Regions from separate parts of the Mus musculus genome. Here region 2 is linked to region 1. A link is a contact called in public HiChIP or PLAC-seq data. All regions are on one chromosome and are shown on one strand. The core of a region is the stretch at or near the end of the contact, and the rest is flanking DNA. Distances in the headings are between cores, read along the strand shown.

The links. HiChIP or PLAC-seq counts read pairs in DNA pulled down with a chosen protein or histone mark.
Region 2: a contact with region 1 is called in an H3K27ac HiChIP or PLAC-seq map of microglia, with 5 times the contacts expected there. The contact joins two enhancer-like sites. A contact is called at or near these places in 1 of 484 Hi-C or Micro-C datasets (trophoblast stem cells), 2 of 115 datasets of contacts at active chromatin or transcription factors (bone marrow-derived macrophages and microglia) and 3 of 9 other capture datasets (adipose tissue, embryonic stem cells and liver).

What each region holds. Positions count from the first base shown.
Region 1 is chr8:108,612,861-108,618,224 of GRCm38.p6, reverse strand. It overlaps a transcript of Zfhx3 not described here. Among named protein-coding and RNA genes, the nearest start is that of Lncbate1, 31 kb to the right of the region's middle. Within about 2 kb of position 2,229, at least 2 of the 459 cell types and tissues checked have an H3K27ac peak or open chromatin away from gene starts, as enhancers often do. A contact at or near this core is called in microglia, where this site is marked.
Region 2 is chr8:108,898,712-108,904,075 of GRCm38.p6, reverse strand. All of the region lies in intron 4 of Zfhx3 (zinc finger homeobox 3), which reads right to left. Among named protein-coding and RNA genes, the nearest start is that of Mir3108, 35 kb to the left of the region's middle. Within about 2 kb of position 2,680, at least 20 of the 459 cell types and tissues checked have an H3K27ac peak or open chromatin away from gene starts, as enhancers often do. A contact at or near this core is called in microglia, where this site is marked.

The DNA of each region.
Region 1 (5,364 bases), core at 980-3,479:
ATATTATAACATTTACCAATTATATTAACGGTATTAATATTTCATTTGAATAGGTTAACATAATAATATGAATTGATACATCAATTATTCTGTAATTATTACTAGTACTTGGGACTTTGTTCATGCTGTAAATATCATTTGCACATTGCTCTAAACATCCCCAAACAAGGGTTGGGGATGCAGCCGAGAGGGAGAGTGCTTACTTAACATAGAAGATGTTCTAGGTTGAATACCAAGTACTGAAAAACAAGATAACTATTCTGTGTAACACTAACACTTTTTGGTCAATTAACGCAGCTAGTCACACTGGACACATATCCTGGGCTGTCTGTCATTCAACTAATAGTTGAATGATGTCCACCCAGTGACAGCTAAATAGGCCTCTCCTGCTTCACTATTTTTGGCAGCTCATAGAGTTGTCGGTACATGTAATGGATTTATTTGATTTTGTTTTGTTTTGTTTTGTTTTGTTTTAGACACTGCTGTGTAGGCCAGACTGCTTCAGACTTGCTATGCCTCGGGGAATGACCCTGAAATTCTGATCCTTCCACATCCACCTCTCTGGTGCTGGGATTCCCAGTGTGTGCTACATTGCCTACCTGGTGTTTATTATTCTCTTTCTTACGTGGAGTTCAGGACGACACCACTACTCAAAACACCTTCCTACCTCTCCGTCTCTGACTGTTTCACAATTAACTTTTCAGCCTGCAATTTTGTTTCAGTGCCAATGAATTAATTAGATGTTCCAAGCTCTTCACCCAGGATTCTATCCTGTCAGTGACTAGGAAAGAAACAATAATTATTATTTAGTATATGTCGAACATCTCCATAAGCAGACGAACAGTTGTAACCTGCCTTATTGTTGAAGTGACAGCAAAGTAGTCATGCTTGTCTTGGAAAAGTCGCTGGACAATCATGGAAGCCCAAGTTTTCAGACTCTATGATACGACAGACTGCTCTGGTCCCTCGAACCTGTTAGGCTAAGTAGTTCCTAAATAAGTACACTGTAGCTGTCTTTAGACACATCAGAAGACATCAGATCCTATTACAGATGGTTGTGAGCCACTATATGGTTGGTGGGACTTGAACTCAGGACCTCTGGAAGAACAGTCAGTGCTCTTAACTGCTGAGCCTTCTCTCTAGCCCCCTAAGTGTATTTTCTATATTGAGATTACTAAATGGTCACTTCCAAAAATGCTATCTCATGTCTTCTTGTCTGCGGCAGAGGGAGCCCTTTAAGAAGCCATATTTACCACTACCATGAACCGAATATCAGAATCCACACAGCTACAAATGCCCATGAATGAAGGCTTCAGGGTTTTTTGGTTACACCTCTTCATTATCATAGATCAGCACAGGTTACCAGATAAAGATACAGCTTTGCTGCCCAGAGGACCATCTGAACTGTGTGACCTCCTGACAGCGAAGGACGTCCTCTATATAGTTGGGGATATTCTGGCCCATCAGTCAACTGTGTAAGCTTTGAAGAAGTCAGCCCTGGGTTCAAGTCTTACCCATGTTTCTCACCAGCAACTTGCCTTGAATCATTCTGACCCTTGGGTTGTTATTAGTCATTAGTGAAAGTCATTAGTGAAAGTCGTGCCTCCCTTAAACACTGTTTTGCATATTAATATGAAAAAGGGCACAGTACATGGTCACTGCTCTAATTTTCACTGCATTACTCTACTAGACTAGAAATAGAACCCACAGTTTCTGTTCCGGGTGACTTAAACAACATGGTATAATCAGAAACTCACAAAGCAAGGTTGAAAGACACCAATACATTTACATATGGATAAATGTAAGTCAGCTAGAGGCGGGTGATATCAGAGTGACTGACAGCTATAATTTGTTGTCCATAGTCTATAAAGAAGTCTAGATCCATTGACCTTCATATCTTCAGCACTTTCTAGCAAAGAAAAAAAACTTGCAAATTTCAATATTCAATATACACCCATTGAACTCAACTGGATTTTTCTGTAAATTCATCCTAATTCAGCAAAAGTAACGATGGGGGCAACTGACGTATGGACAGACGTGAAACATGAACACCATCCTGACTGGAGTTACATGTAGATCACCCTCAGGAGTATGAAAATGAAACAGAAATTATTAACAGAATAATATGGGCGAATACAATGGAATATTACCTTGCAGTAAAAATGATTGGCAGAAGGCTGTGACACAGAGGACCAGGCTAAGGAAGCAGCCAGTCAAATATGCACATACTAAATGATTCTATTTATAGGATGTGCTCTCTATACAGAAGTGTCCAGAGACAGGAAGTAGATCAGAAGTTGCCTAGGCCTGAGGGGGTTAGATGGGAACGTGAAAGAGAGTTCCCGCTGGATGAAGATGACAGTAATATCTGAACAGGGAATGTAGTACGACCACACAGCCCTGTGAACCCATTGACACTCTTCGAATAGTGTCCTTTAATTGGACGAATCACTTAGTACAATGATTATATCCCAGTTGTAATTAAAACATTAAGAAAGGGGGGCAAACACCTTGAGATATCATCAGAATACTGGAAATACAGGGGCTGGAGAGATGGCTCAGTGATTAGGAGTGTTTGCTGCCCTCTCTCTCTCTCTCTCTCTCTCTCTCTCTCTCTCTCTCTCACACACACACACACACACACAATATTGGAAATATAGTTATGCTTCAAGACTACTCAACTGCATGCCTTGGATCTAAGGGTTTGCTTTATAGGGAACATAAAATATGAGACCTATATTTTTATTTATAAATACATATGAAGCTGGAATGCAAATTCTGTATGCTCTACAATGTATAGAGCAATTTTGTTTTTGTCCTTTTGAGACAGTGCCTCACTATGAATTCTCCAGGTATATCAGGTTGGCCTCAAAGTCATAGAGATCTGCCTTTCTAGTGCCTGGATTAAAGATTTGCATCAATATGTCTGATGACAAACAATCTTTTTATTAAGGTGTACCTTACATACCATATAGTATAAATCCACTCACTTTGGATGTAATCATATCTATATATTTTAATAACAAATGACTATATATAATATATTTTAATAACAAATGACTATATATATAATATATTTTAATAACAAATGACTATATATATGGATTTGATGTAGCCAATTAAGTGCTCTATCTCTGAGCTATATCTGGAGCCCTTGTACTTAAATATTTTACAATAAAAACAAGAAATATTTATATATTTTGTTTGGACATTTATATATCAGTATACATTACTAATAAGTTAATTTTTCTACTTTCCTGCATACTATAGTTTATAAAATTTCTGCAATGAATTATGTTACCTTGGAAAGAGTCAAATAGTATGAAGATAAACCTATAATAATACCAGGGGCTAGGGAGATGGCTCAGCAGTTAAAAGTGCTTTTCTAGAGGGCCTGGGTTCAGTTCCCAGCACCCACATGACAGTTTACAACCGTCTGTCTATAACTTCTGTTCCAGGCATCCAATGTCCTCTTCTGGAAACTGCAGACACTGCACATACCTTGTACACATATAGACATACAACAAAACACTCAGACACATAAGAACAAATAAATCTTAAAATAAAAAAACACAGCAGCAACAAGAAGTGATTGAGAAGCCTTGTTAAGTAGGTCAGATATTTTAAAGGGGGCCTTGAAAGAGGATAGCAATTTGAATGGAGGAGTCAAATATAGAGAATGTCTAGTAGATTGAGGAAAGACTTCCTAGCTGAACCTGTCAGAGTCAAGTTGGAAGAATGCTTTGAGGAAATCTGGGATCCTTGGAACCTAATATTAGGAAACAGAAGCTGCTGCCTGGTTAGTGACAATGGGTGTCTGCAATTGATTAGTGATGTCTGCATGGATATAAGAATGGAGGGAATAGCTACAATCAAACCACAGATTTCCTCCCACTAAAGTGCACAAAGTAGAGTCAGCTCAGTTCTACTCTACAGACTTTGAGAAAACATGTGGTGAGTTCTATATGTGGAGCTGAAAAACTATACCTCTAGCTCTCATCTAAATTCTCCAAATTCCCATGAATAGGGTCCAACCTAGACAAGCTCCACTCTACTTGCTAACACTGGCCTTGCCTGAGGTCACCCAATGACATGTGGTATTTCCATTGTGCCAGAGAGAGTGAAGAATACAAACAGGGAAGAGGGGTGGGGTGGCGAGCTGAGAAGGGTTAGAACCACAGCCTCCCCAAGCCCTGAGTTACTGAAAATATCCTGTATGACAGCTGAATGCAGCCATCTCTCCTTGAAAGACAGCTTCCATCAAGTCCAACTGAAGATATTTTTAGTATATCCTGGGTACCAAATAACTGCTCCTGTGTCCTGAAAAATGATGAATTCATTCAAACAACAAGTCAGGACCCTGGGTATCAGTCAACTCCAGCCAGTCATAACAGCTGCCAAATATAAAATATTACATGTACCCTGTGAGCCTTGGTTTGCATTCTCTTCAACATGCATATTCAAGAATCTCATTCCATCCCAAGCTGTCAGAGATGGTGACAGTTGCATGAGGGGCAGGGCGCGGGTCCTCTAGCTTTATGGAGAGAGATTATTTTTTAACCAAAATTATTTTCCATTGTAAATGTTTAAATCCATATTAAGTCCAGATTAATGCAGGCAGCAGCTTCAAAAGATATCAACTGGGGTGTGTGTGTGTGGGGGGGGAGGCGATAATAATAAATGAAATGGTTCAGGACAGGTCCCATCACAAGGAATATTTTCAGACTAGAAAAGAAAGTTGTTTGGATTAAAAAGATATCTAAAGAAAATATGTTTCCCAGGGATAGCTGGCTCCTTTCACAGACACCCAAACTTTGTACACAAACCAGGGCCTCACACTTTTTTTTCCCCCTTTTTCTTTTTCACATGATTGGAATTAATAATGTAGATAAACCCTAAACAAATCGGGATTAGTGTTAACTGTGTTTTGAGATTTAGGAAGCAATTGGAAAGAGAGAGAGAGAGAGAGAGAGAGAGAGAGAGAGAGAGAGAGAGAGAGAGAGAGAGAGAGAGAGAGAGTTGCTTAAGAAAAAAACAACCAAAACTCTGAACTGCCTGGACTGCCTGGATTATGGGATGGAGAAAGGAGTCATGGGAAGGGGGTGGGGGAAGGGCGAAGAGTAACAGCAAGGAGGGACCAGCTGAGCTGGCTAATCAAAGCCCTTCTAATCATAGCAACTTTGGAGATGTGTTCAAAGGCTCTTTCCTGACCACAGGCTGGGCGAGGTCACAAGTGAAATGCAGTTGCTGGGGAGGGGGAGGGGTGTCCGGGATTTGGGGAGAGAACTCTGCCATCTCACTTGGAGAGGGGAGGCCTCTTGGAGCATCTCAGGAAACTGGCCCAGCTCTCTAGCGGGGAAGGAA
Region 2 (5,364 bases), core at 1,431-3,930, 290 kb before region 1:
GTCACATGGCACATAGGTGGCAGACCTGGATTCCCAGCATGGTTGTCACCTTGCTCTGAAGACCATCTTCTCGTTTGAGGAAGGTGATCATTCAGAAAGCAGCCTTACCCCCACGAAGCACGGAGCTCAGACACAAATACTCTTTTACTTCTAGCAGCGGATGGCAAGGCAGAGAGGCACTGACTGTCAATGGGCCGCTTCTGCTGGATCATAAGCCACTTAGACGCACAGCTGGTAAAACAAGCTATTCATGAAAACAAAGCACAAACAAAGGCTTACTCATGCCAAACCAAGTCTGACGGGACAGAAGTCGGGCTGACTTCAGGGCCATGTCACCCAGAGAAACACTGGCTAAACTCGCTCTCCGTCCTCGGGCAGACCCAAGTGCGTGCAAGGGAGGTCAAAGGGTGTTCGAGGTAACACAGGTCACGGTGCGATGGCAGATACACGTACAGATCCTGGAGGTAACCTAGAAGAGACTCCTCCATCTCCACACGCCTGGAGAATCTTAAAATACCACAGCACGCTGCCTAGTATACACAAGGCAGCCAGCTCAGGAAAGAAACCGGACAGCCACACCTAACATGTGAAGACTATGCTGCCACGTGTAAAGTCAAAACCTAGGCCGGTCTCCCAAACCATCAGGTCTCTAGTCTCAGACAGACAGACAGGCCATAGGAACAACACGTTTCTGTCGCCAATTCCTAAGCAAGCTAAAGTAAGGTAGAAGAGGAGCAGGGGACAAACCAAATGTTTTCTGGCCCAAGCGCTTTTCCTGCACTCGTGGTGGGGACAAGCAGATGGGATGGCTAAGTTGTCATTGATACAGCACCTTGTGCAGTTCTGTACTGAAGGGAGAAAATGCTTGCCTCTTCCTCCTCCTCCTGCGGAGGAACTTGGAAAGCCGCGCCAACAGGTCTATGCAAAACCTCTCCTGTCTTTGCCTTGTTCTGTCGATTTGGATCCTATACAATAGAACAGTATTGTCTAGGGTGTAAGGCAAAATGGTAACCCACATCCATGCCTTCTTTCACAGAGACGCTACCCACAGCAGCTCCTCCTCTGGTCTTCCCACACTGCTGCTGTGTTTTAAATCAAGCCTTAAGATTCTAGCTCACGTGCTGGGTGTCTCTTCCGAGAAGGAGTTTCCGAGCTCTAAGAAAGGCTTGGCATCTCTGGGAAGCAACAGATCCCACTGCTGTCCCCAGCCCGCACAGCACCACATCTCAGCACACAGCTATAAAGAGCAGTGATCCTCACCCACAGCCAACACTACAGTAAATGTTAGCCAATATGGAGGCTTACACCTATATGCTACAGTGCTGGGGTGGGGTGGGGTGGGGTGGGGGTGGCACTGGAAGAGGGAATACTCAACCCCAAAGACAAAACAAGGCCCGTGAGATGCGAGACGATTTGGGATGAAAAGGATAGGTCTGTGACAAAGTATAGGTGACAAAGAACTGGTACTAAACGCGCGTGTAACGGATGGTGGTTTGGAGCACAAAGCTTCTTTTCAATCGCTAACCCGGGGTGTTGAGGTCCTTCGTGTAAGCGCCGAAACTGGCGAATGTTCTACAACTCTAGCAATGGGGAAAATACCTCATGTGGGATCCTTCCCACTTTTTCCAAGGGGAAGATGGACCCTTAGCACAAAGAGAGTAAGGGAAAGAGACTGCAGACCAAGGGAAGGTTTTGCTTCATGGTCTGGCACGGGCTTGTAAGAAGGAAGGGAATCAAACGGCCGAGGCTCCAAGCAATGTCAGAGAGGACAGTGTCCAAAAAAAGCGGACAAGGAAAGATACCCAACCCCGCCACATACTCAGTGCCACCACTATGTAGAAAGGGGTGGGGAATGGACAATAGCCAGTGAAGGGGAAACTAGAGGAGAGTGGATCTTAAAATGTGGAGAATGGGTGGGGCTGGAGAGGTGTCTCAGTTGGTGCGGCCACTTGCTGCTCTGACTAAGGACTGGGGGTTGGTTCCCAACATCCACATGGTGATTAACAACTGCCTGTAACTCCAGTTCCAGGAATCCAGTACCCACTTCTGGCCTCCATGGGCACTGTATGCACATGGTACACACACACACACACACACACACACACACACACACACACACCCCAACCCCCCCACACACACGTAAAATAAAATAAAAACATTTTTCAATTAAGAAAGCATACAGAGTTCTCTCCAAAAGGTGCTAATACCCTATGGACTGACAGAGATACTAAAGGACTTCAGTGAAGAGTCAGAAACAGGAAGTGTCCTGAGAGAAGATAGGATGCACCGGGCCTTTGAGAAAGAGTGAGGAGGTTGAAGAGACAGCAGACAAGCGCTGCTGGGCCAAAGAGGTATCTAGGTAAAATGGGTAGCTGTAGTTGCGGGGTAGGGCGTGGGGGTGGGGGCTGAGCAAAATCAGAGACTTCTTTCTCATTTAGAAAAGTCAAAAAGAGTAAATAAGCAGCGTGGTCCGAAGGAGAGAACATGTGTTACACGAGCATAAGACACTGGGGAGGGAAAGGACGGTTTGCAGAAACCCGGTCACCCGCGGGCTCTGCATGCGTGTAGAGGAGGAATTCTGTTTAGAGGAAGTGACGACAAGAGATAGGCTCAGAGACGGACTGGTCATCAAGGGAGCTCACTGGAAGATGAGGGCCATAAAGGGGAGGAGGGGACAGCGCTCAAGTCAAGCAAGGATCACGTGACCAAAGGAGGAGGCTGGCATTTTGCTCTGCTCATGAAGGGAGCCACGTGGAGACAGGGAGTCTCTAGCCGGCGACTCAGTGTTTTCAGAGAAAAGACAAACAGGAATCAGAACCAAGCTCACCAGAGACAAACCTAAAAGCCTGCACTCAGAAACAGGGCTGGCCCCCAACACCCCAGATATTTGAGTTTCTAGGCAAATGAAATAGTGCCTCACTCTCTGCCCCGCTGGAAAATGACATCCCAGATATCATTTAAGCCGGAAACTTACCAGGCTTTAAAGCCAGGACAAAGGACAATGCTTGCACCCCCCTCCCCTTTTTATGTCTCCATGATCTTTTCGGGAAGGGTGGATCCCAGAAGCACTCTAGGTCCGGGGTAAGTCCAAGGCTTCGGGTGGCAGGGTTGCTGCCACAGGCCCGAGTCCCAGCCGCGGAGAGCCCGGCAAAGTCAAGTAATTGTTTTTCCCCTTCCGCTAATAAGCTTTTCAGTAGGGGAAGAATTCAGCTTCCTGTAGTCAACAGACCCTTTTTTTCCCTGCCTCTCCTCACTCCAAATAATCTAAAGTGACTGCAATTCCAGCCCTGCCTCTCCAGCATTCAGCTCCACCAGCTGGGGTCACAGGGTGTCAAGTGAGGGCTCTCCTTTTCTCTTCTGCTCTGCCTGTACGCCGCCCGTGCTTCTTTGTAACTGAGGCAACCTTCCTCTCTGGCCCAGCCATTATGTGGGCAGCACATGGGCTGTGCATTCCAGGAAATGTCTCTTACGACCCAGACAGCACCGGAGGGGGGATCTCTTCACTGGGAACTAAACAACTGATTCGGAACGGCCAACCTGGGATACCGGAGGCTGGTGACCCGCATTGCCCATCTTAGGAAATCCACGGTCGCGAGATGGTCAGGCGTGTTAACGTGGGCGGCTGCTCGTGGGACTCTTTGGTTCAGCTTTCTGAAAATGATTCTCATCCCTAGATTCTCTTGTGTGTCTGTCTTTGTGGCTCATGGCGGTGTGGAGGGTACATCTTCATGTGTACATGTGGAAGCCAAAGACACTGTCTAGCGTCTTCGATAGCTTTTCTGCCTTTTTCAAGACACGGCCTCTCTCTGAAATTGGAGCTCACCTTCAGTCCTAGAAATCTTCCACCTCCTGCCTCTGCCTCCCTAGCACCAGGAATGTGGGTACATACCTCAGCACCTTGCTTTCACCCCGTTTTTTACACGGGTGCTGGGAACCAGGCTTGGGTTTGCATGGCAAGCACTTTGCCCACTGAGCCATCTCTCTAGCCCTCTGTTCCTAAATTCTTTGTCTTAAGGTCTTGCTAAGTGCTCCCGTGGTCAGTACTTCCAGGCCTAGTTCTTTGTTGAATCGTCTGCAAGTGGATGAATAACTGGGAAAGCAACCCTGCTCACACCTTGCCTCATTTCAAAACACAACTTCTACTGAGGAAGGCAGCAATGAGGTGTGTCCCTTCAGTGTCTTCAAAGAGGGAGACCTGAAGAGCACAGAGCTGAAGGCCAGCAAGCACACAGAGAGATGGAGCAAATGACAGACAACACAGGTGTGGGGAACCCTGAGGGAGGCCATGTTAGGTGCCTGCCCTGCAGGTGCACAGAAAGACGGCAGTGTGCAAACACACACGAGACTTCCTCCTGGAACTAAGGCATCAAGTGGGAGACAGAGGCAGGACCACAGCCCCCTGCATCCTTCTTCCGACCACCATACCCAATGGATATGCAGGCTGGAAGGGGGCGGGGGTGGGGGAGGCTGTCTCTTTGTATCCACACAAACACCTGCATCCCCACCCCAACACTGTGCAGACCCAATGCAGTGTGTCCTTACTCCTGGCCGCAGACAGGCCTGTGATGGGAATTTATTTCCCTCAATTAGGAGCTCTTGTCCTCGGTCTCAGTTCATCAGCATGGTGCAGCCAAGTCAATGAATGGTTCCACAATGAGGTAATCACATGCACAGGGACGGCTGCCGGGCTGGCAGGGGCTGTAGCCACGCCCAGCCACGCCCAGCCCAGCCACGCCCAGCCCAGCCACATGGGCTCTTCACCTGGTCCCTGCAGGTCACCGCTCACCCCGCCTGTCCACGGAGCCTTTTCTTTGACCTGGTCACAGAAGCTTTAATTGCAGAGTGAGGATACAGGCAGCTGGGCACATGGGGGCTAACCCAGCGACGGTGATGCGCTCGCTTGCTCCCTGTCCTTTATCACTACCATGAGAACCAGCCCCACGCCCAGCTAGGTGACATACACTTGTGCCTGATGGGGGACACGGTAGCCACACAGCATCCACTTGGCTGAAGTAATGCAATCCACCGTTCCGTTCCACAGACGAGGAAACTGAGACTGAGAGAGGCTCAGGGACGGGTGAAGGGCACAGGCTGGGGGCCGACAGGGCTAATGCCAAGGCACATGTTTCTAATGGTTGGTTATGTTTTACAACTACCACTGTGGCTTACAGGGGAGCACACTCCCCTGCCATCTATTGTCAGCCCACTGGCTGTTCACCTGTGACACCTACCCTAGGCACGAAGGCCAGCCAGAGCAGTGACTGAAGGCAAGGGTCACACAGGTTCTGGAGGCCAAGGCCTGACAGGTTTTGTTGGCCACTGCAGGGCCAGAGTCTTTGAACACACGGCCACCGACTTCTCTTC